Regions from separate parts of the Callithrix jacchus genome. Here region 1 is linked to region 2. A link is a contact called in public Hi-C data. All regions are on one chromosome and are shown on one strand. The core of a region is the stretch at or near the end of the contact, and the rest is flanking DNA. Distances in the headings are between cores, read along the strand shown. Region 1 has its middle 61 kb from the start of CASZ1. Region 2 overlaps CASZ1 (castor zinc finger 1).

Region 1 (7,273 bases), core at 3,042-5,541, 170 kb before region 2:
CGTACACAGAGTGCCTGAGGGTGGGGGAGTCTGGGCTGGGTTTGGGGCACTGGTATTACAAGTCAGATGGTGGCACTGAGGGATCGTGTGATCCACAGTCCACAGGAGAGAAGATGAGAGGGGCTGGGAGTCCCAGCCTAGGGGCTTGACTGGAGATAGATGCCCTGGAAAGGGCTTGAAAAACCCCCTTCCTCCTCCAATTCCTGCTGTCCCACCCTAGAGTGCACGCTGCTCCCCTCTTTTCTGGGGCCAGAGATAGCTCTCAAAGAGAAGGAGAAGCGGGGAGCAGGGACTTTGCACTGGGCACTCAGATCCTGGTCCTGCCTCCTACAAGCGTGTGACATCAAACAAGCCCCGAACCTCTCTGAGCCTCAGTTTCCTCATCTTTAAGTCTTGTCTTTTTTTTGACAGGGTCTTGCTCCGTTGCCCGGGCTGGAGTGCAGTGGAGCGATCTCCGCTCACTGCAGCCTCCCCTTCCTGGGCTCAGGCGATCCACCTCACCCTCCAAGTGGCTAAGAGCACAGATGAGCACCACCACATCCGGCATTTTTTGTTTTGTTTTGTTTTTGAGGCGGAGTTTTATTCTTGTTGCCCAGGCTGGAGTGCAATGGCGCAATCTTGGCTCACAGCAACCTCTGCCTCCTGGATTCAAGCGATTCTCCTGACTCGGCCTCTCGAGTAGCTGGGATTAGAGGTGTGCACCACCATGCTTGGCTAATTTTGTATTTTTAGTAGAAACAGGGTTTCACTGTGTTGGTCAGGCTGGTCTTGAGCTCCCAACCTCAGGTGATCTGCCTGCCTCGGCCTCCCAAAGTGCTGGGATTACAGGTGTGAGCCACCATGCCCAGCCTTTCTTTCGGTAATTTTTGCAGAGACAGGATTTCACTATGTTGCCCAGGCTAGTGTTGAATTCCTGGACTCAAGCCATTCACCCATCTCGGCCTCTCAAAGTGCTAGGATTATAGGCTTGAGCCGCTGTGACTGGCCAAAGGTTTTTTTCTTTTTTTAAGATGAAGTCTTGCTCTGTTGCCCAGGCTGGAGTGCAATGGTGCAATCTTGGCTCACTGCAACCTCTGCCTCCTGGGTTCAAACAGTTCTCCTGCCTCAGCCTCTCGAGTAGCTGGGATTATAGGTGCACACCACCATGCCCAGTTAGCTTTTGCATTTTTAATACAGATGGGGTTTCACCATGTTGGTCAGGCTGGTCTTGAACTCCTGACCTCAGGTGATCCACCCACCTCAGCCTCCCAAAGTGCTGGGATTATAGGCATGAGCCACTGTGCCCAGCCAGAAGTCTTTTTTACTCGAACCTGCCTCTAACTTGTTCTGTGCTTTAAAAGTGATAATACACAGAAGCAAATTTCAGAGCAGTTGGTACAGATAGGTCTTCAGCGAGTCACGATGGCTGAAGTTTTTATGACTATTGAACCAAGGTGGGTCTGCGCACAATCCGATGGGCTGGGGTGTGGGACTTCTGGCTTCCTACTGGAGGGGAAATGCTTCCAGGATGGAGGGAGGGTCTTGAGGCACCAATGTCCCTTCCTCGGAGTCATCTTCTGCCACCTCCCATCCGAGGAGTCTCCTTCTCCCTCTCCCGCTCCCTTCGCCCTGCCTCATGCTCCTGCCTCTTTCACTAATTCCAGCTTGTGATGAGATAGTTTTTGTCTTGCTTATTGTCTGCACCTCTCTCCAGACTGTGGGTTTATTAGGGGGCCTGAAAAAGGCCTTGTACTTAGTAGGTGCTCAACACAAATGTTCCCAGTGATTACGTGATTGATTTATGTCCACACAGAAAAGTGAGGGGCTAGGGCATGTGGATTAGAATTCAGGCAGGGGTGGTCTCCTGGACCCACCTTACCTCTGTCTTGGACCTCAGGAATGATGCCTGCCACTTGCCAGCCCCGCCCTCCCCAGGGTCGAATGCCCATCCTGTCTCTGGCATGGAGCTTTCCTGCCTCCCTATGGATTCAGGGCTGATGGGGAGCTGTGATGGCCCCAGGGCATGGGTATGGGATGGAGGGTGCTTTCCAGGCCGCTGTCCCCAGTGTCCTCTCCCAGGCACTTCCCTGTTGAGCTGTACTAGGCTGCGTCAGGCACCTGAGGCCCACCACCGCCTGGCAGCTGCCCTGGGACAGCTCAGCTATTCCTTCTAAGGGTCTTATCAGAGTTACACCCCTTCCCCTTGACCAGGGAGCCAGAACCTGGCGTTTTCTGCTGGTTTTGAGGGGCCTCGTCCTCCTGGAGAGTGAATTATAGTGGCCGAGGATGATGATGAAGAAACTTTGGTGATGCCCCCTCCTACAGCCCTGGTACCACTGCTGTGGCCCACTTAGCACCAGGTCACCCAGATCTCAACCCCATGGCCTCACTGGCTCCAGTGCCAAGGAGAAGCAAGAGGCTGGCAGTCGGCTCTGTCTCATGCCAGGAAGTCTCGAGCTGGTCCAGTCTGTGTCCCCAGTGTGGGTTCTCCATGGGCCCATGCCACCCACCAGGCCCAGAGTGAGGGCCAGGCTGAAACCAGGAGCTCCTCTCAGAAATTCTGAGCAGTGCGGCTGAGGGAGAAAATAGATCTGATCACGCTGATGCCAGGTGTTGGGACTTCCAGTGACGGAGGCCATGTGCTGGGGGCCGGGGGGGGGGGTTGTCTGTGACAGAGACAGAGCCGAAGAGCAAGGAAGAGAGTCAAGGAGGGGAGAGACAGAAAGAGGTAGACACCAAGGCAGGAAGCAGATGAAGAGAAAGAAAGAGACAGAAAGAGGTAGCAATTTATCTAACAAAAGATGGAGAGAGAGACGGAGACAGAGAGCAAAGAGAAAGGAGAAAATGGGAGGGAAAGAGATGATAAGAGAGTCTCTCAGAGACAGAGACACACAGAGGGATATTGAAGCACAGAAGCAGGATGGCAGGCCAGGAGCCTCCGCCCTGGGATGGGAACGCAGGAGGTGGAGGCAACTGGAATCTGGCGTGTCCCTTCGTGTCAGCTCTGGGACAGTTCCTGCACAGGACACGCTGCTAGGCTCAGAGTTGTTAGGTGAATTGGATGGAAAATTGGAAAGTGGGGTGCAGGCCCTTTCCATCAGGAGAAGGAGCAGCTTCCTCATGTGACTGAATGCATGTGTCTGTGATCACGTGGGTGGCGCGTGGAAGAGAGCAGGGCCCAGTTCCCCCTCAGCTGTCAGGACTTTGTGTGCAGGCAGCCCTGCCTGGTGGGCTGCAGGGCTGGGGTGGTGTCTGGTAAGGGGCGGCCAGACACACGCCCTCAGTAGGGGAGGCCAGCGAGCTGTCAGCAGCCCAGGGCCAGGCGGGCAGTGAAAGTGAGCCATGGCAGGCCGCTTCTTCTTGCCGCTGTTCACTTGACACTCTCTAACCCAGAAGCCACCTGTTCAGCCATCAGTCACCGAAGGAAAATACAGCTTTCCTGAAACTGGGAATCAGACAGAGAGTCCCAGGAGAGGGTGAGCAGGGGGAAATGTCCGCTCTCTGACACTTCCACAGGGCCCTGGGCCCCCTCCTGGGCAGGCTGGAGGCCCGAGTCTGCCATTGAGAGCTATAAAAAAAAATACACTCCCAATCTGGCACCATCCTGGTACATTTAGGGGGATTTGAGTGGCAGTGAGGGCCCCAGCAGAAATGTCCACCTCGGGGGTGATGAAGGACCAGCTCGTGCTGGGGTAGTACAGCAAATACTGTGCCCTGGAGGAGCTGCTGTGTGAACCGAGTGTCCCTGGGTGGGGATGGGGCAAGGGCTGGCGTGGGGTGGGGGTGTCACTGGAGCTGGGCTGGCGTTTGGGGGGCAGGCAGGGTGGTGGCTGGGGCCGGGGAGGGCCCTGGCTTGGAGGCAGGCCTGGGGCTCTGCCCGGCAGCAGCGCGTTGGCCAGCAGAGGCCCTGCTGTGCCCCGCCATGCCCCGCCTCAGATGGCTTGTTAATTTCATCGTGTAGCCCGTTTATGGTGTTCCCAGTTGCTGTTGCTTTTATAAACAAGCATTTTGGTGACCTTCCCCTCCGGACATCAGCTCCGCAAGAATCCCGAGCCCTGAACATTTATAAATAAGCCTTCTCTCAAGTTCCACAACAGGTGTGACCTCCCCCCCGCCCCCCTCCCCTGTCCTGTCCGAAAACTGAACAGTTTCAACAAGCAAAGGGAAGCCGCCCAGGCTGTCTTAAAGGGGTCGAGTGGAGGCCACCGTGCACTCGACAGTGAGGGGGCTGACTCTCTTCCTTCTCCTCCCCCAGGCTGGGGGGTCCAGGGGAGAGTGCCAGCCTGGAGGGCAGTAGACCCCTGACCCCGCTTCTCCCAAACACTCCACCCCAGAGGCTACAGACTGAGAGGGTTCCTTGGCCTCAGAGTGTATCTGAGTAAGACCTCCCCTCCCAAGAGAGGCCTTCTCAAGCCCCCAACCCCATTCCCCTCCACAGTCAGTTTCCCACTGCCTGCCGACCTTGGCTCCACCCTGGTGAGCAGAGGCTTTCTGTCTCTTCTTCCCTGCCAAAAGCTCTCAGATTCATGATTTGCGACATTTCATACACATTTATTTAACAAGCATTCATTTGTTCAACAAATATTTCTTGAGCTCCTCCACTGAGTCAGGCACTGCCAGGGATAGAAAGGCAAAGGAAACCCAGCCCTGCCCCCAAGGAGCTCACCCTCTAGTGGGACAGACAGACAAGTAGCAAGACATGTGAACCGCAGGTGCCCTGGCTCCTGACAAAGGGCTTTCAGCCCAGACTTGGGGGTCGAAACCCTTCCTGGGAGGGCCGACTCTTGAGTTCAGTCATCACTACGGAGGTGATGAGGGGAAGCACATTCCAGGCCAAGGAAACTGATGGGGCAGAGCACAGAGGCAAACAGTCTGTGGGGAATTACAATCATCCTGCCGGAGCGGTAGGTAAGGAAGGACTTCAGAGTTCTGCCATCCCCATCCCTATCCCATCAGCAGTGCTCATCTTCAATCAGAAATCCCAGAGAGCAGGGATCTTCCTCATGATAACTGGCCCCCAGGGGAAAATAAACTATAAAGGTCCTTTCATATTGGTCATGTAAGAGGACAAGATGGTGTTGAAGGGTGATGAAGGTGGTGATGTTGATGACTGAGAAAGATGAGGAAGAATGGGAGGGTGATGATGATGGTGGTGATGATGGAATTGAAGATGGTAGTTGTCTCAGGTGAGCAGTGACTATCTGAGGCTGGTATCACAAGGGTGGTAAGAAGACTTTGCCAAGACAATTGTAGGTAAAGAAAGGCAGATATATTAGAGAAGTTATGCAAATATGTTGCAAGGGTGCAGTGGGCAGACCAGCAAGGGAGGATAACATGGTTAGGCTTTGTGTCCCCACCCAAATCTCATCTTGAATTGTAATCCCCAGGTGTTGAGGGGGATCCCTGGTGGGAGGTGATTGCATCATGGGGCAGTTTCCCCCACTCTGTTCTCATGATAGTGAGTGAGTGCTCAGAAGGAAGATCTCATGATTTTATAAGTATTTGGAAGTTCCTCCTTCATTCACTTGGCTCTCTCCTGACGTCTTGGGAAGAAGCTGCCTGCTTCTCCTTCTGCCACAACTGTAAGTTTCCTGAGGCCGCTTCAGCCACGTGGAACGTGAGTCAATTACACCTCTTTCCTTTATAAATTACCCATTTCAGGTATTTCTTTATAGCAGTTTGAGAACAAACTAATACAGAGGAGCTGACTGCAAGGAGACAAAGCTCGCTGGGGATTTTTTTTTTTTTTTTAAATGAAGTCTCGCTCTTGTTGCCCAGGCTGGAGTGCAATGGCATGATCTCGGCTCACTGCAACCTCCATCTCCTGGGTTCAATAGATTATCCTGTTTCAGCCTCCTGAGTAGCTGAGATTACTGCACCTGCCATCACGCCCAGCTAAGTTTTGTACTTTTAGTAGAGGCAGGGTTTCACCATGTTGGCCAGGTTGGTCCCGAACTCCTGACCTCAGGATATCCACCTGCCTCAGCCTCCCAAAGTGGTGGGATTATAGGCATAAGCCACTGTGCCCAGCCTGCTGGGGATTTTATAGGATGGTACTTGTGCTGTGTGCTGAAGAGGACTTTGTGCAGTACTTGATAATGCCACGGTTGCAGTGAGCTAACTTGCAGGTGTCTGGTGAGAAGTTGGGCTGAGGAGGGCTACATGTCCTGGACCATGAAGAAAGGCAGACTTAGAGCTTATCTGTTTTTTCTTTCTGCTTTCCCCTGCTCCCACCAGCCTGACTCCTTTCCCCTAATTAGGACCCCACAATAGTGGCAGATGGTCATGTGGATGTTGATCAGGATAGTTAGTAGTAGTGGGGATTATGATGGTAACAGTGGTGGTCATTCGATCAGAAATCCCAGAGAGCAGGGATCTTCCTCATGATAACTGGCCCCCAGGGGAAAATAAACTATAAAGGTCCTTTCATATTGGTCATGTAAGAGGACAAGATGGTGTTGAAGGGTGATGAAGGTGGTGATGTTGATGACTGAGAAAGATGAGGAAGAATGGGAGGGTGATGTGGTGGTGATGGTGGTGATGGGGATGGTGATGGTGGTGGTGATGGTGGTGATGGGGATGGTGATGGTGGTGGTGATGGGGATGGTGGTGGTGATGGTGGTGGTGATGGGGGTGGTGATGTGGTGGTGATGGTGGTGATGGGGATGGTGATGGTGGTGGTGATGGGGATGGTGATGGTGGTGGTGATGGGGATGGTGATGATGGTGGTGATGGGGGTGGTGATGTGGTGGTGATGGTGGTGATGGGGATGGTGATGGGGTGGTGATGGTGGTGATGGGGGTGGTGATGGTGATGGTTATGGGGTGGTGATGGTGGTGGTGATGGGGTGGTGATGGTGATGGTGATGGTGGTGGTGATGATGGTGGTGATGGGGATGGTGATGGTGGTGATGATGGTGGTGATGGTGGTGGTAATGGGGGTGGTGATGGTGGTAGTGATGGTGGTGGTGATGGGGATGGTGATGTGGTGGTGATGGTGGTGATGGGGATGGTGATGGTGGTGATGATGGTGGTGATGGTGGTGGTAATGGGGGTGGTGATGGTGGTGGTGATGGGGGTGGTGATGATGGTGGTGATGGTGGTAGTGATGGTGGTGGTGTTGGGGGTGGTGATGATGGTTGTGATGGTGGTAGTGATGGTGGTGGTGATGGGGGTGGTGATGATGGTGGTGATGATGGTGGTGATGGGGATGGTGATGTGGTGGTGATGGTGGTGATGGGGATGGTGATGGTGGTGATGATGGTGGTGATGGTGGTGGTAATGGGGGTGGTGAT
Region 2 (7,636 bases), core at 2,854-5,353:
ACCTTCCATGAGCCGCCAGGTCAAGGCCAGAGCCTTGCCAAGTGCGGAGGCTTCTAGGAACCTCGCTAGCTCTGGTTACACCTTCAACCCAGCAGGCGCCGGGGATTAAGAAGGTCCCTGTGCTGTTCTGGAGGAAGATTCCATGCCAGGGTCAGGGCAGAGCAGCTTGCTCTGAGTTTCCTTCCTCCAGCCTTGACTTGGCCAGATACACCCACTCAACCAGTCTAAGCTGGGGCCAGCCCCTGTAGCCAGGTTGGGCACCGGTTTTGCCAGTCTGCTGCAGGGGTAGGTGATCTGGGGCCATCTCGGCAGAAAGGAGCTGTCAGAGCCAGGGACAGAATGGGCCATCTCGGAAGTCCTGAGTTTCCTGGTACCATTCAAACAGAAGTTTGTGCTGTGCACTGGTTAGTGGCATTTGGAGGGACTCAGGCATCAGAAGACCTACAGTCATCGGCTGTGTGACTCCCAACTTGATTTTGTTCAGTGGGGCAGTCCTGGCGGGCGGGAGTAGGGGGTGAGTGGACAAGGTGAGGAGCGTGTTATTTGGACCTTTCCTTTAGTAGAAAGCACAGCTCTGGGCTGGGAAGTGACCCTTTGAGCTAGCCCTGGTTCTAGTGGCAAGACATCAGAGCAAGCTGAGGCTGAAAGGCCCAGCATAGCTGTCCCCTCCACCAGGAGGCTGAGGCAGAGGAGCAGGTCTGAAAGTCTCCCTAGAGAGACGCCCCCCCCCCTGCCCCGGGCCCTTTTTCCCTGGTAGGAACCAGCGAGGAGGACCTATTCACTCTCCTCTCCAAGAAAGGCCCTAAGTGTGGGTGCGAGGCAGACCCCTCTACTGGCCTGGTCGGTACCCCTGGGAATCTGACTGAGCTGCAGATTCCCAAAGTGCTCAGCCTCCCAAAGTGCTGGGATTACAGGCATGAGCCACCACACCCAGCCCTGAGCTGGTTTTTAGACCCTGACCACCCTGGCTGATGCCACCATCTCTAACTCTGTTTCCTCCTCATCCTCCTCACCTTCAGAGGGGGAAGGAAGTCACACTGTAGCAGTTATGCCTGTGGGTCCTCACAGCAAGCAGCAGTTGTTCTGGGGTAGCTGGGCCAGAGTACAACAAGACTAGGGAGAAACTGGAGCAGCAGGAGAGGGCAGGCAGCCCCAGTGTGCAGAGGAGGAACGGCAGCCTCACCAGGACCCCCATGCAAGACAGCAGCTTGGTGGTCTAGCCCTCACCCCTCTGGCTGCCTGGCCACAGAACAGCACCCTGATACCCTCGACTCAGCAGGACGTATGGTGTCCTGTTGGGGAAGAGCCCCATGCAGGAGGCGAGGCCTGAAACCCAGGAAACATCGGAGCCACTCCTGCAGCAGGAGAGGCAGAACTGAGGACTGCCTGGACCCTGTGTTGGCAGCATCTGCCTAGTGGAGGGAGAGGTGCGGCCTGCTGTCCTGCCAGACCGAGGAGCCGGGGCCAGGACCCAGGGATCTTTGGGAAAGAGTGGCCTTAAGGGATGTCCATCCACTACTGGGCTTTCTAGACTCCTCGCCAGTCCCTTCTTTCTGTGCCTCATCCTCCTTCCCCTCCAGGAGCAGAACTCCAGGTTCCCATTGTGCGACCCTGTTTTTCTATCTTTTCACCCAGGCCACCCAGCCCCTAAAGCCAGGCTCTTCTGCTACCTTTCTTGCCCCATGCAGCCTTTCCAGCCTCACACCCGCTGGCCCTGGAAATAGATAGGAGAGAAGCTGCTGGCTGTAGCCTGCTTCTCTGAGGCTCTGGGTAGACCTGTGACATCACTGTGCCAGGACCCAGCACTCGGACTCATGTGCCCTGATCCCCAGAAGGCTGGGGCCGGGGCCCTTGTTTTCCTCCGCCACGGCCACTCTAAAGCTGACCATTAGATGGTAGCTGCTGTACTGCCACCTCCTCCCGGGCCTGGTAGGGGCTGGGGCTCACGCCTTCCCGCTGTAAGTGCGGGTGGAACTGACTGATGGATGTTCCTCTTCGTAAGTGCCTCCCGGGCTTCTTGGTCGGGGCAGAAGGAGGAAGGCAGGAAATGCTGGCCGATTCCCTTGGGACCTGGGTTGTAGCTCCTTGAGAGCTTTCTAGAGCCTGGTTTACAGACAGGAGTGAGGCTGGGATTTGGGGTGACATGAAAGGGGCAGGGGGCCTAAGGAGAAAGGACAGGAGTGGGATGGTTGAATGGAACCCACAGTAACTCCTAACCATGATGGTGGCCTGGGACCAGGAGGGCTGCAGCAGAGGGCAATCCAGGCCCTCCTCCACCCGCCCCTTGCCCATCTCCCTCTCCCCTTGGTCTCTCTTCCCGAGCTGACCTCACCACTGTACGTCAGTCCTCTCATTCTCTTCCCCACTCTGGGGATCCCTCTAGCTAGACAGACCCAGGGCAGGGAGTAAGGCCAGAAAGATGGGGATACACCCATACCGGGGGCCAGCCAGGAGCCAGGGGGTATGTGGGCCACCCCTGGCCAGGGCATCTGCTCTTAGAATGTCCCACAGGCCTGTCTCTGGGGTCTCCTCAGGCTTTTCAGGGGCACTGCCAGTGCTATGATCGCAAACCTGCTGAGACCCTTCCCAAAGCCTCTCTCCATGCTTCCTGGCTGAGGCTGGGGCCCTGCCTGGCTTTGGAGGAGAAGGCGGGAGCTGGGTGGCCCAGCCTTTTCTTACAGGGCTTTTTCGGTGAGCTAAGGGGGCCCTGGGAGGGACTGTGCTAGGTGAGAACAGGAGACTGGAGGAGCTGGCCGAGCTTTAAGCGGGGGTGGGGGTGGGGGGGGTGGGGAAGAGCGGGGGTACCCTGGCTCAGCAGGAGAGCAGGAGGTGTCCCAGAGGCCAGCTGGGAGAGAGTCCTGGAAGTTCTGTTACTGGGAAGTGCCTCTTCTCCGCAGCTGCGATCCTCACCGTCCTCTAGCCCAGTGCCTCCCTCTCTGCCACCCCTTCAACCCAGGAGCTCAAGGCCAGAGAAAGCCAGGGGCTGCCTCGCAGAAGGATGACCCAGCTCTCCACTGCCCAGCAGGGGGCGCCCCACGGCATCTGCCCCCATCCTTTTAGAGATGAAGCAAAGTGGTCAGGACCTGGTCCAGGCCTCCGGGCCACGGGTGGGGGAGGGCAGACTAGCGTCCCCACCCCCAGAGGTTCCTCGGCTGAGTTTGTTTGCCAGGGTGACCTGTTTAATCATCTCATTTTCTGGTGGCCGTTTATTCCTCGTTTCCACGGTTACGGCCCCATTAAGGGGAGAAGCAATAAGGCTGAGAGTCAAACAGGTAATAAAAACATTAAAACCCCTGTGCACCAAGAGAGGGGGTGGGGAGGGGCGCAGTGAGGTGAGACGGCCTGGGGGCAGCCCAGGTGACAGCCAACCTACCTGTCCTCCAGAGGCCTAAGCAACCCCAAAACCCAGTCCTCGGCTTAGACCTATCCCCAACCCTTGGTCCCCTGGGCACTGTCCCAAGTAAAACAGGAAGGAGAAAGGGGAGAGGGAGTGTGATCCCAGCCCCCCCAGGACAGCCCTCAGCTGCTGGGTGACCCCATTCCAGCCCCTCCTGGTGGTCCCTTGGTAGGGGCGGGGGATGATTTCTGACATTGGTTTGAGCTCTAGAATTTTTTTTCTGCCAACTTTATCAGAAAGCATATTTGTGGTGAGTGCTACTAACAGTGGCAGTCTGGTGAGTAAATATTCCTGGTGTGGATGGCCCTGTGACCTTGAGAGGGAAGAGTGCGGGGATGCAGCCAAGGACATGTAAGGAGAGAAGACGGCCAGGCGGCCATGGGCCCCTGTGCTGGATGGGGGGCCCTTCCTGGCAAGGGGTCAGGTGGGGGCCATGGGGTCAGGTTGGCCCCAGCATACTCTTCCTGGCAGCATGATCCACCTCAGGCCCCAGTGACACCAGCTGGAGGCGGGTGGTATGACTTGCTGCCTACAGGATGGGCCGGCAGCTGCCCCTGTGGGCTCCCTTCCTCGGGTACATGGAAGTTGAAACCAAAGTCAGCCTCTTCCCTGCCCCTCTGAGTCCAGGAACACATTCCTCACTCCCAGCGTCCCCTCCCTGTCCTTCCTGGGAGCTTCCTGGGTATCCCCAGCCTCTCTGCCCTGCCCTCAAGATTTTTGAATGAGTAGAGGAGGGGGGCTTTCTGGAGTGGACAGGGGGAGGCTGGGTGGGGCTCAGGTGGGCATGGCAATGCCAGGCGATGTGTGCCCGGGGGCTGAGGATCAGTGGCTCAGAGAGAAAAGAGCAGCGGTTGCTCCCAGGTCTGGGGTGGGGAGGAGCCTTCCTCCTCTCTGATGCCATGCACCTCACAAACTCTCCGAGGTCTGTCTCTCTGGTTATTAATTTCAAAGTTGATTTCTGACGAGAGAGAGAGAGAGAGAGAGAGAGAGAGAGAGAGAGAGAGAGAGAGAGAGAGAGAAAGAGAAAGAGGAAGGTGTGGGAAATGGGGGAACCCTTTGGCTGGGAAATGCATCTTGGGACTGGGCCTAGATGAGTTAATATTCCGATCAAACAATTAAAAATAGAAAATGCTCCCTCAGCCCCAGCTGCCAAGGCTTTTCAGCAACTGTCACCAGCGGGTTCATGGGGCAGGTGGCACTGGGAAGGAGTTTTTCCACAAACAGCAAATATCAGAGATCACAGTGTGCCCCCCACTTCCCTCCCAGGACTCAGGACAGGTGTTTAGGGCTCCTGGTTCTCCCCAGACTCCCCTTTGGGGCCTAGAGCCAGGGCCTCCTCCCCTGCAGGGCCGCACGGTGAAATCATCGCCAGATGCCTTGTTAATTGCTTTAAGAATCTAACTTAAAATAAGATGAAAACTTATATTCCTGGGTAAGGAGTAATTTCCCATGCAATAGTAAATTAATGGAAGGATTGTGCCAGGGGGCCTGGCTGGGGCCATGCTCATCTGATAAATCCAAGGGTTTCAGGCAAGACAGCTCCCTTCTAGGAGGCTCCCGACCTTTGGGCCAGGTCCCGCGCTGGGGGTTCCTCTTGAGCTCCCCCATGGGTGGCTGAGTTGGGGGGACACATTCCATGTGTGCCTAGGGTCCCTCTCAATGATGGGAACCAGCTTTTCAAAACAGATCGTCTGTTCATCTATTGCCCAGGCTGGAGTGCAGTGGTGTGGTCTCGGCTCACTGCACCCTCCACCTCCCCATTCAACGATTCTCTTGCCTCAGCCTCCTGAGTAGCTGGGATTACAGGCGAGCGTCACCACACTTGGCTGATTTTTGCATTTTTAGTAGAGACAAGGTTTCACCATGTTGACGGGGGATGGGAGAGGCTCAGGGCTGGCCTCCACGGGCATGAGAGGCCTTGTCCTCAGTTCACCCAGGAAAGAGAGGATTTCGGACGCCCGAGAGTGTGGGCCCCAGGAGCAGATGCGAGTTAGACTCCGGGCCGAGTTCCCAGCCCGCAGACCATGGAGTCAGCATCGTGCAGTCTCACAGAAGGGTCAACAACCACCCCAGTTTGCCCAGAACTACAAAGACCCCTGTGTGTGAACCACCTTGGTCCTGGGCAAACCGTGAGGGTTAGTCAGCCCTGTCTGGAGGCAGGAGGATGGGCTAAGTGACATGGGCCCACCCGCAGGGTCCTAGAGAGCCCACGCACCTCCTGAATGGACTATATCTCAGTCCAGGAGGGGGACTTACAGCTGGCTCCACTAAATCCTCTCTGCGATACCAAAACTTGCTCCCAGGCTGCTGTGTTACGCTAGGCACATGTGCTGAGCCCGGCATGCTCATACCACCACCACCCCCAAGGCATGGCAGGGCACTGCTTGGAAGCTTGACGAGGCCTAGAAAAGGGCTTGCAGCTGTGATCACACCCCTTTAACTCCGGGCCTTCTCCCCCGCCCCCCCGGGCTTCTGGAGAGGATACGGAAAGGCAACCCCCCAACAGCCCCTCACTCCCGCACCCCCCTCAGTTTATCAGTGCCTTCCTTCCGAGAGAGCCACACCTAGCCTCCCATCTCTCCTCATCAGTTCCCTCGAAGGAAGACAAGGAGCTGTCCCATTTCCTAAGTGAGGAAGCTGGAGGTCCAGAGATACTGCTGGGTCTGTTCCCAAATGCGAAACGCCAAAGGACGTGGTGCAGGGCCCCCTAGCACAGTACGCAAATGGCAGCATGGGGTGGGGACACACAGGCTTCCAGCCCTGGGCATCTACCGTGCTGCCTGGCCCACATCCCCGGTGTCTCTGGACCCCACATGTACCCCACCTGTAATCTGCAAACACATCCCTGGGCCACAGGGACTCAAGGTCAAATGTAGTTGTTGATGCAAATGAATTTGGAGCTTCCAGGGGAAAGCCTCCCTTTCTAGAGGCATCCGGAGTGTCCATCTCCACGGAAACCAGAGCTCCCATCTGTCTGTCCGCAGGGGAGGGTTGCAGGTGGTTGGAGCACCCTCGACTTGTCTCTGGTGAAATGGAAGTGACGGACTGGACGCAGGGCCCTTCAGGAAGCATGTCTAATGGATTGGGCATTCTCCTAAGAGACAGGTTCACGACGCATGTTCGCTGGATACTTTTCTGTGTAAGCAGAGACTTTGCTGGTTACACAGAAAAGTGGGGATGGAAGATGGGGACCTTTCCCCCTGGTTTGCTGGGAGACCATTCTCAGCTCAGCGGTGGGTATCCCCACTGGCTTTCTTTGCTAGTAGAAGCGATGGGGCTGCCTTGGGAACTCCACAGGAGAAACTCACTGCTTTGCAGCCAGCTGCCCAGGTGGGATTTTAGCCTGGGGGCTGTATTGAGTTTGCCAGGGTCTTTGCTTGGGTGTAATCTGAGAAAAGACCAGCTTCTCTGACAGTGTAGACTGTACTGTGCTTTACGAGGTGGGGAAGATTTGCGCTGCCCTTCCCCCACACCAACCCAGGGAAGGAACGTGGGGCAGTAGGGCTGAGAATTCCTAGTCTAAACAACCCAGGAAAGCAACGCTTAGAGAGCCAAGCCAGAACCCAGATGCTGTGATCGGATTGTAACGGGAAGGGTGGTGGCTTTGGATATTGGCTGTTATGTGGCAGTGGCTGTTGAAGCAGACAGATTGGTGACTTCCAGGCCGCAGAGATCAGAGTGGGCTCTCCGTTATTTGTCTTCTCATGCCCGCAGGGCTGGGGGCCCGAGTGGAACAGCTGGAGTGGATGGACAGGCCTGGACAGCCAGGCATATGAAGCAGGAGATGGCAGTCCCCGGCCCCGCCACTCCAGGTGCACCAGGACTCCAGAGGGCCCTGTGGGGTCCCTTTCCCTGGCCTGCCTGATAGCAAGGGTCACTCTGGGGCTCCTCGGGAGGCCTTCAGATGGAGCCAAAGAGCCCCCAGGCAGGGCCAAGAGCCCAGAGAAGGAGACCGGGATGTTTTCTATTTCCGAGTCCTTTGGGGGCCCAGGGGCAGATTGAGACAGGCTCCTTGCAGGGAAGGTGTTAACAAACAGCAGGTGATTAAACATGACAAGCGGTGACATTTCTGTTCAGGGTTCTCAGTCCCGGCAAAGCCAAGAATGAAGCTATAAACCCTGACATTTTGTGTTATGCACTGAGAGGTTTTTAATAGACCTCGCTCCCTCTTCCCCGCTCAACTTCTCTCCCTCCTTTACTGCCCCTCTCCCTATCCACTGCCCCACTGGAAGCAGCTCT

What was found. A called contact is a pair of places that touch in the nucleus more often than the background predicts.
Region 1: a Hi-C map of skeletal muscle shows a contact between it and region 2, with 5 times the contacts expected there. The contact joins two enhancer-like sites. A contact is called at or near these places in 2 of 3 Hi-C or Micro-C datasets (both in skeletal muscle).

What each region holds. Positions count from the first base shown.
Region 1 is chr7:48,736,414-48,743,686 of calJac240_pri, reverse strand. No RefSeq gene overlaps it. Among named protein-coding and RNA genes, the nearest start is that of CASZ1, 61 kb to the right of the region's middle. Within about 2 kb of position 4,291, at least 1 of the 16 cell types and tissues checked has an H3K27ac peak or open chromatin away from gene starts, as enhancers often do. A contact at or near this core is called in skeletal muscle, where this site is marked.
Region 2 is chr7:48,561,763-48,569,398 of calJac240_pri, reverse strand. All of the region lies in intron 4 of CASZ1 (castor zinc finger 1), which reads left to right. Among named protein-coding and RNA genes, the nearest start is that of CASZ1, 110 kb to the left of the region's middle. Within about 2 kb of position 4,103, at least 3 of the 16 cell types and tissues checked have an H3K27ac peak or open chromatin away from gene starts, as enhancers often do. A contact at or near this core is called in skeletal muscle, where this site is marked.